Regions from separate parts of the Pan troglodytes genome. Here region 2 is linked to region 1. A link is a contact called in public Hi-C data. All regions are on one chromosome and are shown on one strand. The core of a region is the stretch at or near the end of the contact, and the rest is flanking DNA. Distances in the headings are between cores, read along the strand shown. Region 1 has its middle 17 kb from the start of PTTG1. Region 2 has its middle 22 kb from the start of MIR146A.

Region 1 (6,382 bases), core at 1,999-4,498:
AGAAGTTTACAAATGAACAGAATCTACATTTGGTTTGGGTTGAGTAGGGAAGCCAAATTGGAAGCCATGGGCTTCACAGAGGCTTATAGGCTAAATGAGGCATAGAACCACTGTTTGTACTCTGGAATCTATGGATGGGTTTGGGGGATGGGAAGTCTTTTAAAACCCTGGAATTATATATAAAATGTAATGGGGACCTATGCTTTTCTGGAGACAGGGTCTATAACTCTCATTAGCTCTTCAAAAGGCTTTGTGATCTATCAACCACGCACACACACACACACACATGCTCACTCACAACCACTGGTATGGTACTCTTTCATTTTACAGATAAGGAAAGAAAGAACCAAGGGTGTTCAGTATCTTTCCCAAGGTCACAGAGCTGGTGAGTGGTCATGTCAGGATGAAAACCTAGGTCCACAGCTCAAATACCAAAACTCTCCATGCTTTAGGTAGCATTCATATTATCATCCCAATGAAATATCTCCATCAGGAGAATTCTATCTGGTCAGGAATGTCCCAGAACTGGCAGCAAAGACCTCACAGGAAGGAGTTTCCCAGCATGAGCAATGCAGCTTTTCTAAACATCAGGATTCCACTGCCCCAGCCACCTCATCCAGCCCTGGCCAGGTTAGAACAGGCTTGCAGTGGTGATGGAGCCAATCAAGGGCCACCAGGGGTAAACCCTACCCCTCTACTTTTCCCCCACACTTCCCTGTCCCCACAACTTGTAAGCACCTGCACATAGGGACCAAGCAGAGACTCAGGAAGCCTGTGGGCTGGAAAGCCACAAGTTGCTCAACTAGTACTTTAAAACCAAAAAAAGTTTAATATTTTGTAAAGTCCCACACAAATAACACTGGTCTCTCACACCACACCCAAGGCCACATGGGAGTAGGCAGCCTTGTACATTCACACTCACCTTTCTCAAACAAGGCTTCCCTTTCTTGGGTGCTCATGATATTCATTTCATCTCATGGGTTTAAAATATTGGGGGCAGGGCCACCAAATAACTTCTCCAGTGGCTTACTTCCAGGAAATTTGTTTCATTTTTGAAGAACCTTAGGAATTACCATAATAACAGCTAAGTTATGGTCCAGACACTATGGTAAGCAATTACCATGCATATAATAATTTGATCTTCAAAATAAGGATAAATAGCATTATTGTTCCTAATTTATAGACAAGGGAGCTGAAGCCAAAGAGGTTCAGTGATCTGCTGAAAGTTACAAAACTAGTAGAAGGCAGAGCAACGATTTAAATCCAGGTCTCTTGGACTCCAGGGTCTAAGCTGCTGGCTCTTCCTGGAGGTTGAATTGCCTCTCAAGAGACGGGGGTGTCAGCTGGGATTTTGGAGAATCTGCAGCTTTCCCTGCCCCTTCAAAGGCTGTAGGCACACAAAAAAGAGGATGTCCTGCTAAGTACTGTATCTCCTTCCAATAAGAATCAGTACTTCAGAGAGTCTTAGACCATTAGATCCCAAAGAATTACAGCGATTATCTCCTCCAACCTCTTCATTTTATACATGAGGACAGCAAGGCTCAGGGAGGGCAAGCAACCAGTGCAGAACACACAGCTAGCAAGCAGTCCCTCGACTCCAGCCCAGGAAGCCATCCACTGTCTCCACAGGGGGAGACACTGTGTCCACTGATATATAGGAGATGATTTTACTGGTACACAGATAAAACTTTAAATAGTGTTGATCTTAAAAGTGGATCTGCTATTCGATCCAGCAATCCCACTACTGGGTATCCACCCAAAGGAAAAGAAGTCATTACATGAAAATGACACACGCACACTCATGTTTATAGCATCACAATTCACAATTACAAAAATATGGAACCAACCTAAATGCCCACCAACCAACGAGTGGATAAAGAAAACGTGGTATATATACCCCATGGAATACTACTCAGCCACAAAAAGGAATGAAATCATGGCATTCGCGGCAACCCGGATGGAGTTGGAAACTATTATCCTAAGTGAAGTAACTCAGAAATGGAAAACCAAATATCGTATGTTCTCACTTTTAAGTGGGAGCTAAGCTATGAGGATGCAAAGGCATAAGAATGATATAATGGACTTTAGGGACTCCGGGGGAAAGGGTGAGAGGGGTGAGGGACAAAAGACGGGACATTGGGTACAGTGTACACTGCTCTGGTGATGGGCGCACCGAAATCTCAGAAATCACCACTAAAGAGCTTATCCATGTAACCAAATACCACCTGTTCCCCAAAAACTATTGAAATTAAAAAATAAAAATAAAATAATGTTGGTCGACATCATGAGAAAACTATTCCCTTTTCACTTCTCTTTTAGTCTCTCTGATTACTTTAAGGATAATCTCAATTCAGTGCTAATATATCTTTAACAGCTTTCCTTAAATATTTCTTTAAGAAACTCTTTTAAGAGAGAAAATGGATCCTTGGTGGGAAACCGCATCAGTATCAGCAAGAACTTAGTACCATTGCTTTTTTTCTTTTCGTCTTGGTTACCCTCCGATTATGTCAAATGATGCAAGTTTTCCATTGACACATTAAAGTTTCCGTTTAAATATATGTATTCATGTTAAAGAAAATCGAATTGATTTAAAGAAAAATATTAAACGAATACTGCTCACTGGCTATAATATTAAAAATTTTTAAAGCAGTATCAATGAAAATAAACATATTACTTCCTAATCACTTTGTAAGCAAATCACTCATTAAGGAAACTAAAATTTTAAAGCATCTGACTGTACTCACGGTGGGTACACGTGACTAGAAATCTATCACACTAACATGAGGGTCAGCTCCACGCTCTGTGACTTCTTCGCCTCACTCTCCACCACAACCCCCTGTACCACTCCGGGGACATCAGGAAGAGTCTAACGGGGCAATTCCAGTTGAAGGGGAAACAGCCAAAGCCACCACGGAGGGGGACTGTCTGTGCAAGCAGATCGCAGCAGGGAAAGTGGTATGCCGCCCCCTGGTGGGCAGTTTGGAAATTAGCCCGGCACCTTTGTCCTCTGGTGTAGATAGACAAGCCTAATACTTGTAAGACATACTTTCCTAAAAGGAGAAGGTTTCCTTTGCATTGTATGTAAGCGGACATGTAAGCATAGGCACACACTGCCTGTGGATATCACTTCAGGATAGTACAGGAGGTGTTACGAAATGTTTCATACAGAAAGGGGCTTTTATGTCTGATAAGGCTGAGAACTACTGTCCTAGAGCAGCAAGACCCGCCGCTCCCTGCTTAACAGCCAGGTGAGGCCAGCTTCTATGGAGACCGCTTCGTGGTACCAAGTGTGCCTTCTAGCTGGATGTTGCAAAAGTTACTTAACCAATCAGGGCCCAAGTTTCCAACCGTCAATAATGAATGCTCACGCATACCCACACCCCATGGCGTTTCTCTGAGAGTCCAAAGGACGATGCGTGTGAGGCACTTAGCACTGATCTGGCAGCAAGTAAGTACTTATCAATGTCAGGTGGCGGTGGTAACAGCGCTCTCCCTTCCACCAACCTCTCCACCCCAGTTTTATTAAAAGAAGTTTGATGTAAAAGAAAAAAACAAGAAAAACGGAAAGAGCAAAAAACAATCAGGATTTTCGGGCAAAACTTACCACATCCATCAAGCTGAGGAAATCCTAAAGACATCGAATCTCAACGTACCACCCATCTCAGCTGAAAGATCATTTCCAAATTAGAGGAAGCTGCGACTGACTGACTGAGAAGGCAGGAAGTGCCCTCTAGTGGCATGGTTACATTAGCTTGGGAGGAAAGGTAGTGCAGTTCATTTTCAAAGGGAAGGACAAAACCAATTGTTAAACTGAGGCAGGAGGCAGTGATGCTTCAAAGATGCAAGTGGGAATTTACTGTCTACTCTGTGGACCATCGAAGATGCCTTCAGGATCTGGCCTTAGCCAACGGCAAGTGGCATGCTGAAAGTCAGATCAGCTGGTCAAGGGTGGAACTGGGAATTGAACCCAAAGTTGCTAACTATAAATCCAGAAATCTCGCCCTTGACAGCAAACCTCTTGCTAGTGGGAGCTGTGGCTTGTGTCATTTTACATCCTTCAAAGCAGCAACCACAGGGTTTTGTATACATAGATACAGTATTCAATAAATTACTTGATGAAATATTCATGAAATGATCGTTTATGAAATAATGAATAATGCATTATTTCATTTGTTGCTCACAATAACTGTGACATAGCCTAGTTTACTGATAAGGAAATTAAGTCTCTGGTCAAGTAACTTGCCTAAGATCACAAAGCCAGGATTCAAACCAAGCATACTAACTCCAGAGCCTCGGTGCTTATCCACTAGACATGCAGTTCTCAAACTGTTTGGTCTCAGGATTCCTTTACAGTCTGGGTTTTGTTGTTGCTGTTTGTGGAGATGGTGTTTTACTATGCTCAAGCAATCCTCCCACTTCAGCCTCCCAAAGCACTGGGATTATAGATGCAAGCCACCTTGCCTGGCTTCCTTTACACTCTTAAAGAAATTATTAAGGATGAAAAAGAGTTTTTGTTTATAAGGATTATACCTATTAATATTTACAGTTTTAGAAATTAAAGCTGAGGAATTTAAAATATATTTATTTAAACATTATCACAATAAAGCAATTAATTATAACACAATTAACATATTTTTATAAAAAGTAACTATTTTCCTAAACCAAAAAACACCCACATTTAGAAAATTAACATGACATTGTTTTACATTTCTGAAAATCTCTACTATCTGGCTTAAGACAGCTGATTTCTCACATCTACTTCTTCATTTGCTCTGCTATAATACCATACTTGGAGTAGCTTCTGGAAAATTCCACTGTACACTTGTGAAAGAATGGAAATTTAAAAGGCAAATAACATCCTGGCACTATTATTAAAATATATTTGATGTCATGTACCCCTAAAAGGTCTTGGGGACCCCTGGTACGTCTAGGCACTCTTTTAGAAGCACTGATGGACAATATGCTGTCCATAGGGCAAGTGAACAAAGGGCTCTGCCCTCCTGAGAGTCACATCTCCAGGGAGTTCATTCCACCTGTAATGTTCTTAGTGACTTCATAAACTCATTTCAACCTCTTTATTTTTTACATTCTTGCTCTTTTCCTGGAAATTGCATGTCCTTGAAGGCAACTCTTTCTTCCTCTGTGTTCCAGATGCAGCCAGCCATCAGGGCAATGATGAGTCCCAAAACAGAATCCTTCAAGCAATAAAGAGGGTCTCTGCTTTAATCCTAGATGCCTCTATATAAAGACCAAGGAGCATAAACTATTTGTATTAGTCTGTTCTCACACTGCTATGAAGAAATACCCAAGACTGGTTAATGTATAAAGGAAAGAGGTTTAATTGACTCACAGTTCTGCAGGGCTGGGGAGACCTCAGGAAATTTACAATCATGAAGGAAGGGGAAGCAAACACATCCTTCTTCACGTGGTGGCAGCAAGGAGAAGTGCAGAGCGAAGGTGGGGAAAAGCCCCTTATAAAACCATCAGATCTTGTGAGAACTCACTATCATGAGAACAGCATGGAGGTAACCACCCCCATGATTCAATTACCTCCCACCGGGCCCCTCCTACCATACGTGGGGATTATGGGAACTACAATTCAAGATGAGATCTGGTAGGCACACAGCCAAACCATATCACTATTCATTCCTATTATTCCATTTCTAGGAAAAAGAACTTTTTTAAAATTCTCACTCAATTTCACCTAGACTAAGAAGCCCAGTGTCAAGAAGTGATACTCCCAATTGTGTTTTATTAAAATATGTAAATGAGTCATGAATAGCAGTATCCTAAAAGACATCATATTTCACATCTAGAGGGGGGCTCCCCTGGCTGCCATCCCTCCCTGGTCACCAACCCTCATGTGACCTTCCCATCAGCATCAGTGAAGAGGGGCCCCTGTTCCACCCCATTCCCCAGTACGACAGTAGGGGGATGGGATAGTGTCCTCTTGGATCCTCGCTTTTGCCTCCAGACCACACTCTCTCCCTCTACCCTCAAACTGCAGCTTGGAATCTTCTATAATCAAATAGGCCCATCCATTGCTTATCTCATTGCAAACACCTGTGTCATTCCCTTCTCCCCACCCCGCCTTAAAGATTTTGTCCGTAGCTCACTGCCATTGTCTTTACTACTGCTCCTTTGTTCTGTCTATGCCTTCCAAGATACTGTCCTCTGAATTCCTTGGCAATTCTCTAATGAGCTTGTCTTCCATCTACCTCAACCACCCAGTCCCATGGTCATCTCCTAGACATTGTCACTAAGAAAAACTTCAAACACTCCATAACTGATTATCTGATCTTCAAGCACCCCACTCTCCATCTTCCCAGCTCAACATTACTCTGCCTCCTTCTTTTGGTCTTTCAGGGACATACACTTAAAA
Region 2 (6,382 bases), core at 2,392-4,891, 68 kb before region 1:
AACTTCCATTAAAATAATCTGTAGAGGGGGAAAATGATGCTAATCTATATTAATTGAGACTGAAGGCATTTATAATCTCTTGCTAAGTGAGAATGGCAGCAGCAGCATGGAGCAGCCCTTCACCGTCAATCAGGCAGCCGTGGAACGGGAGAGAAAGACCACAGAGAGCTGGAGGGTGGTCCACAAAGGTCTGGAGAGGAAGGGGAATCCAAGCAGAGCCTCATCTCACTCCTGCTGACCTCTCTCCCTCTGTCTTTTGGGACTAACTTCTCTGGGAATGTGAACCCCAGAAACTGGGACTGCCAGAGAAAGGAGGTTTTAATATAGGATTTGTGTTGTGGCTTGTTTTGCTTTGTTTTGGTTTCTTGTCTTCATGATGTTTCATGCCCAAATACATGGAGGTAGAGCCCAAACCACCATCTTTCCCCAGCTTGAGGCAGCAAGAGGAGTACCAAGGGGAGCTTAGGTCCTTAGAGACCCAGTCACCTGGGGGGACACTCTTCGAAAAAGATGGTGGCTTTAGGCAGAAGCTCCACCTCTTGTTGGGGCCTAGCCTCCTAGAGATAGTCCATCATTCTAGAATGATGCGGCAGGAAAAACATTATATATCATCCCTCATTCCCAGAGCAGTCCTGTTTCCACCCTACTTATTCTCAAGCTGACAGGCTCATGAGCTAGTACAATAAGGCTCTGGATTCCAGGATAATGGAGGGTTTAATCTGAGTTTCAGGGAGACACGTAACTCTCACAGATATTCACCAAGTCTCCCATATCAGTCTCATCCTCATCAAAGGCAAAGAGAATACTGACTGTCATGGTGCGATTTGAAAGAACCAACAGTACCTCCTTCACCACCTGCCAAAATTCCACCCTTAGCTCTTCATTCCTTTCTGTTAAAGTATACTCAACTGCTGAAATGAAAAAAAAAAAAAATGTATGAGTCAGGAAAATAAAGCTCCCTCAGTATGAAGAGCCCCCAGAATTAGAAATCACACAAATCACAAATAGGCATCTAAGTGGGCAGTTCTCCAGTCTCAATCATCTTTACCACTTCTCTTCTTTGAATCAGAAGAGTCTTTTCACATCAACATGTTATCCTTTTACAAAGGGGCAATTTAGGCCCAGAGGAGTTTCATTTCTTAAGCAAGGTCACACAGCACATTAAGAACGAACATTGGGGGTCCTCTGACTCCTGGGAACATTTTAAAGGACTCTTTAAGGTGAAATTCAACACATTATTTCGTTGTTTTATAAACAGCAGGAACCTCCCCCACCAAAAGTCCTTTTTTATTCTTTCTTTGCTGGCACCAGCATCTATAGTGATTACAGTATGCAGAATGAAATCATCTGAGTGTGTAGACGATGTATCTGAATTCAGACACGCAGAGTTTGGGCTTGGAATTTGACACGTCCCACACCAGTGCAAACCCTATCGGGTTATCTGGGTGTGCCTGCAGACTTCATAGCCCTGGTCTCACGCTTCTCAGTCCTTTGCCTTGGTGTTCCTGCCCTCTAGTGGCAATAAACTTTACTACAGTCACATTCACCAGCAGACAGCAAATCAAACGGAAGTTAGATTCGAGAAGTTATAGCACTTTTCAGGAAGGATAAAGGCAACCCACATCTTTCTCTTTAAAAGCAGACCTCGTTATCATGGGAATGATGTTTAGTCTCACACACAAAAACGCTACTATCTAGTCTTTAGCCCGAAACAGATCTTAACTTAGGCATCCAAGGTCCTGGGTTGGAAAATAGATTATATAACTGACTTAGGGAGTCGTGGGAATAAGGGGGCTCAGAGAATCTATAGGGCAGGAACAGAAAGACTTAAAGTGGCAAAAGAGAAGGACATTGGCAGATGGTGCCCCCTGCCAACACTGGCATGAATTAATTCAAAGTCCTGCCTTCCCCTTTTCCCAGCTTTGAAGGTTCAGTCCCCTAGTCCCCAACCCCACCTCCCTTTGCTCATCTAACTCCTGCTCCTTCTGCCCATCTCAGCTCAAGGCTCCTTCCAACTCTGAAAATGAGATGGGCCCTCGTCTTATGCTCTCATGGTATGGGGAAATTTCCAAGCATAAGACTTTTTTACAGTCCTTAGTTTTATGTATCTCTGGTTATTTTCATGTCCACAGTAAATTATATAAGCTCCATGAGCTTAGGCACTGAGCCTCCCTTTATTGACCATTGAATCTGTGCCCCCAAAACAGTGATTAGCACATAGGAGGCCCTCAATTAATGCTGTTCAATTAAATTAATAAAATTGTAAGTGTTGGTTGAATGTGTGACATTTGTTTGCAGACTGAACAAACAGATCTTGTCTCAATGAAGAAAACAGGCAAAGTGTACCTAGGGTCTGTCCACAGGGCTATGCAGAGCCAACTGTGAGCACTTTCCTTGTACAAGCCGAGGGTGGACACTTTCCTTGGACATCACCCCAAATGCTCACCCTCACCCTGGGATGAGTAGTTGAGCAAGGGTCTTTACTGTAATTACACTTTTTGATCATAAGCATCCATAGGCTCAGCTTTTGTTCCTGCAAAGGTAACAGAATCTGCCTGAAAACAGAGGACCGAAGGACGACAGATTGAAAGGCTTTGAGGACACCAGGAGACCTGACCTTCAGAGCTGCCTCTCTGTGTGGCCTTGGATGCTACCTCCCTGCACTGGGTCTCCATGCTTTCATTTGCAAAAGAAGGAGCTTGAGGTATGTAACATCAAAGTCGTGGTGTTCTGGTGTCAGAAACCCCAGCTGAAGCTGGCTTAAAGTAAAAAAATGGAATATATTGCTCATGAAACTGCAAAGCCATGGATTCAGGGTTGCCTCGATCTAAGATATCAAGCAACGTCATCCAAGCCTGGTTTCTCTTCTCCATCCATCAGCTCTGCTTCCCTTTGTGTTCACTCCACTTGTAGGCAAGTTCCTTCTCTGTGAGGGTCTCTGGCAGCTCCAGGCTTTCATCCCCTCAGCAGAAAAATAAAGAGGCTCTCTCTCAGACCCAGAACTGCAGCTCAGCCATACCTTTTGGGCCGTATACTCATTCATGAGCCAGTCACAGTGGTTACGGGAAATTCTTGGCTCCACATGAATCACAGAAACACCACCCAGAGGCCAAGCTCCATGACAGTAATGAGGAAGCACTCTCAGAATGCTGGGGAAGAGGTACTACACACACTGAAACAAAAATGGCACCCCAGAGTCAGTGATCTTTAAAGACTCTTCTAGCTTTTTTTACCTTGCCGTGACTCTGAGATTTGATACCAGGGAAAGGGAAGGGAGAATAAAGCCATAAACACTCTCTAAACTTAGTCCAACCGCAAATCTTTCAAAAAGCCTAAATGCGGAATAACACTCATCATCCATTCTGAAGGGGGAAACGGGGTGACAGCGGCAGCCCTAGAAAGCAAGTGATGACTTTGACCCTCCAGAAGCCACGGGGTCTGAAAACGAATGACATTTTGATAATGCCACTAAAATGAAACATTTCTATTTCACAAAAAGATGGAGAGTCAGTGAGATTCATAAAAAAAGAAAAAAAAGAAAACATTATTAAACTTTCCCTTTCACTGCTTCTTTGTATCTCTGGTTGAAATGGAGCAAGATGCAGGTTGCCATGGTGACGGCTGAATTTTAAATAACAGGGCTCAGGCGCACTGGCTGCTGGCTGTACCGCCCCAGGCAGGAAACGGTTGTGGGGAGAGAGACAGAGGCTGAGTGAGAAAGGAAAGAAAGCTGCTGGGCTCATCCCAGGACACTGTCACTTCTCCAACTTGTTTTCCTTGCACTGAGGGAAAGGTCCAAGAATGACGGACTCTCCAGCTTCTTCATAGAATGAGGGAAGGTGGGAGTCCAGATGCATAAGAACAGAACCTGAGAAGTCACCTTGTCCCTCCCCTACCTGATTCTCTCTTGTGACAAATGGATTTCCCCTACACTTACACCCCTTCCCACGAACAACGGGCCCAGCTCGCCCAAGTGTTAGACGGGACACTGGAAGCCTGTCCCTAAGAAAAACGTCCCAAGAGCTACAGACACAAAGGGCAAGAGCCCAAAGGATTTTTAAGTGAAAGAGGAATTTGCGGTTCAAAGCCCAGAAGCTGTCAATTCACATAGCTGTAGCCACATATTCCAGTTCTGCTCCTCTCTCTAGAACCATCCAAGACTGCAATGGAGAGATTCAGGAAGTGGTGAGTTCTCCATGACTGACATGTTCAAGCCAACGTCAGCCAGTGAGGAGCTGCCCGACAGGGGGCTGTTCAAATCGTTTCAGGCTTCAGAGAGTCACGGTCCTGCTGGGGCAGCTCAGAGAATCCATGCGGTAGAAGACCAAGTCTTTCACCCTGCACCCTTCTACGTTCCCAGGCCAGGGAAGAGGGAAACCAGAGGCGGAAGCTGGAGGAACCAGCAGCCGGGGAGCCCAGAACTCCGCTGTGATGCGTACACGCTTGTGAGGACTGGCTCTGACAGGAGGTGGTCTCTTCTCCACTGCCTTCACTGCTGGTATGTGTGTGTGTATGTGTGTTGGGGGTATGTATGGCAGGCCCAGGCCAGCGCTGTTTCCCTGCTTTCTTAGATCCTTTTCTCAGAACTTTGGAGTTCCTGACTCTGTGTGAGAAGGCACAGGCAGGTGGCCTGGTGGTGTTAACACTGGGCCACTGTCCCTTCTCTTCCCCTGGCTTCACCACACACCAAGCAGACCCCAAAAAGGACTTGTGTTCTCAGCCTGCCCTGTCCCTTATCTCCTGGCCAAGGTAGCAGGCAGCCAAGGCCACTCTTTGTTTGTCAGGGAAAAGCTTCTAGATGTTAAATAGTAGTAGTAACAATAATAATAATAAACACATAGATTTTTCCTCATGGCTGGGAAAGTGGCAGGATTACTGAAGCTGAACACGTCTGACATTTCCCCAGAAGCCAGGCGAGCAGAGGCCCCAGGAGAGAAGGGAAGAGCCAAAGAGACAGGGTCCCTGGGCCTGTGACCTGCACCCCTGGGACCTGTCCTGTGCTCCAGGCCTGACAGTCGGCAGTTTGGGACCTGGGATTCCCCATCAGTATTCCCCAGGAAGGTCAGGACCGCCGGGAAAATGACAGCATCTTAAGAAGGAGATAAAAGCCAGGGGAAGAAAAGGGACAGTGGCCCAGTGTTCACACCACCAGGCCACCTGCCTATGCCTTCTCACACAGTCAGGAACTCCAAGGTTCTGAGAAGAGGGTCTAAGAAAGCAGGGAAACAGCACTAGACTGGGCCTGCCATACATACCCCACACACACATACACACACATATACCCCACACACCCCACACACACACACCCCACACACACCCCACACACACATAAACCACACACATACCACATGCACACATACACATACACCCCTCACGCACACCACACACACACACCCCTCACACCTCATACACAAATACACCACACACACCCCACATACACCCCTCACACCCCACACAGACACCACACACACACAGACACCACACACACACACACCCCTCACACACATACACCACACACACACCCATCACACCCCACACATACATACACCACACACACATACACCTAAAACACACACCCTTCACACCCCACACACAGACATACACCACACACACACACCCCTCACACCCCACACACACCACACACACAAATACACATGTCTCACACACACACCCCACATACCACACACATACACACACCCCTCACACACACATACACCCCACACCTCACACACACATACGCACACTGCACACGCACACCTCTCACACCCCACACACACACAGACTCCACACACATACACACACACCCCACACACACCCCACACACACCCCTTACACCCCACATACACATACACCACACACACACACCTTACACCCTACACACGTACACCATACACACACGTGCACACACACACCTCACACCCCATACACACACCCTCACACCCCACACACACGTACACACACAGGCTCCACACACACACCCCCACACACACACAACCCTTACACCCCACACACATACACCACACACACCTTACACCCCACACACATGTACACCATACACACACATGCACACAGACACACCCCTCACACCCCACACACATGTACACCACACACACACACACCTGGATCAGGGACAGGAGCAGGAAGGGGCCTTTTGTAGAAACAGTCCCCTGGGATACACACACACACACACACACACACACACACACACACACTAGGCTTGTGTATGCATGAAACAGCTCCTGAAAGATGCACAGGATCTGTCAACAGAAAGGGACCAAAGAACTGGAGATGAGGGGGATAGGAAGGAGGTTTATTTTTCACTGCACACCTTCTTGCAGAATTTTACTTATGTGCTTATATTGCCTTTTCAAAAAATAAATTC

The links. A called contact is a pair of places that touch in the nucleus more often than the background predicts.
Region 2: a Hi-C map of a lymphoblastoid cell line shows a contact between it and region 1, with 4 times the contacts expected there. The contact joins two enhancer-like sites. A contact is called at or near these places in 2 of 7 Hi-C or Micro-C datasets (induced pluripotent stem cells and a lymphoblastoid cell line).

Annotation. Positions count from the first base shown.
Region 1 is chr4:158,129,172-158,135,553 of NHGRI_mPanTro3-v2.0_pri, reverse strand. No RefSeq gene overlaps it. Among named protein-coding and RNA genes, the nearest start is that of PTTG1, 17 kb to the right of the region's middle. Within about 2 kb of position 3,248, at least 7 of the 24 cell types and tissues checked have an H3K27ac peak or open chromatin away from gene starts, as enhancers often do. A contact at or near this core is called in a lymphoblastoid cell line, where this site is marked.
Region 2 is chr4:158,197,125-158,203,506 of NHGRI_mPanTro3-v2.0_pri, reverse strand. No RefSeq gene overlaps it. Among named protein-coding and RNA genes, the nearest start is that of MIR146A, 22 kb to the right of the region's middle. Within about 2 kb of position 3,641, at least 10 of the 24 cell types and tissues checked have an H3K27ac peak or open chromatin away from gene starts, as enhancers often do. A contact at or near this core is called in a lymphoblastoid cell line, where this site is marked.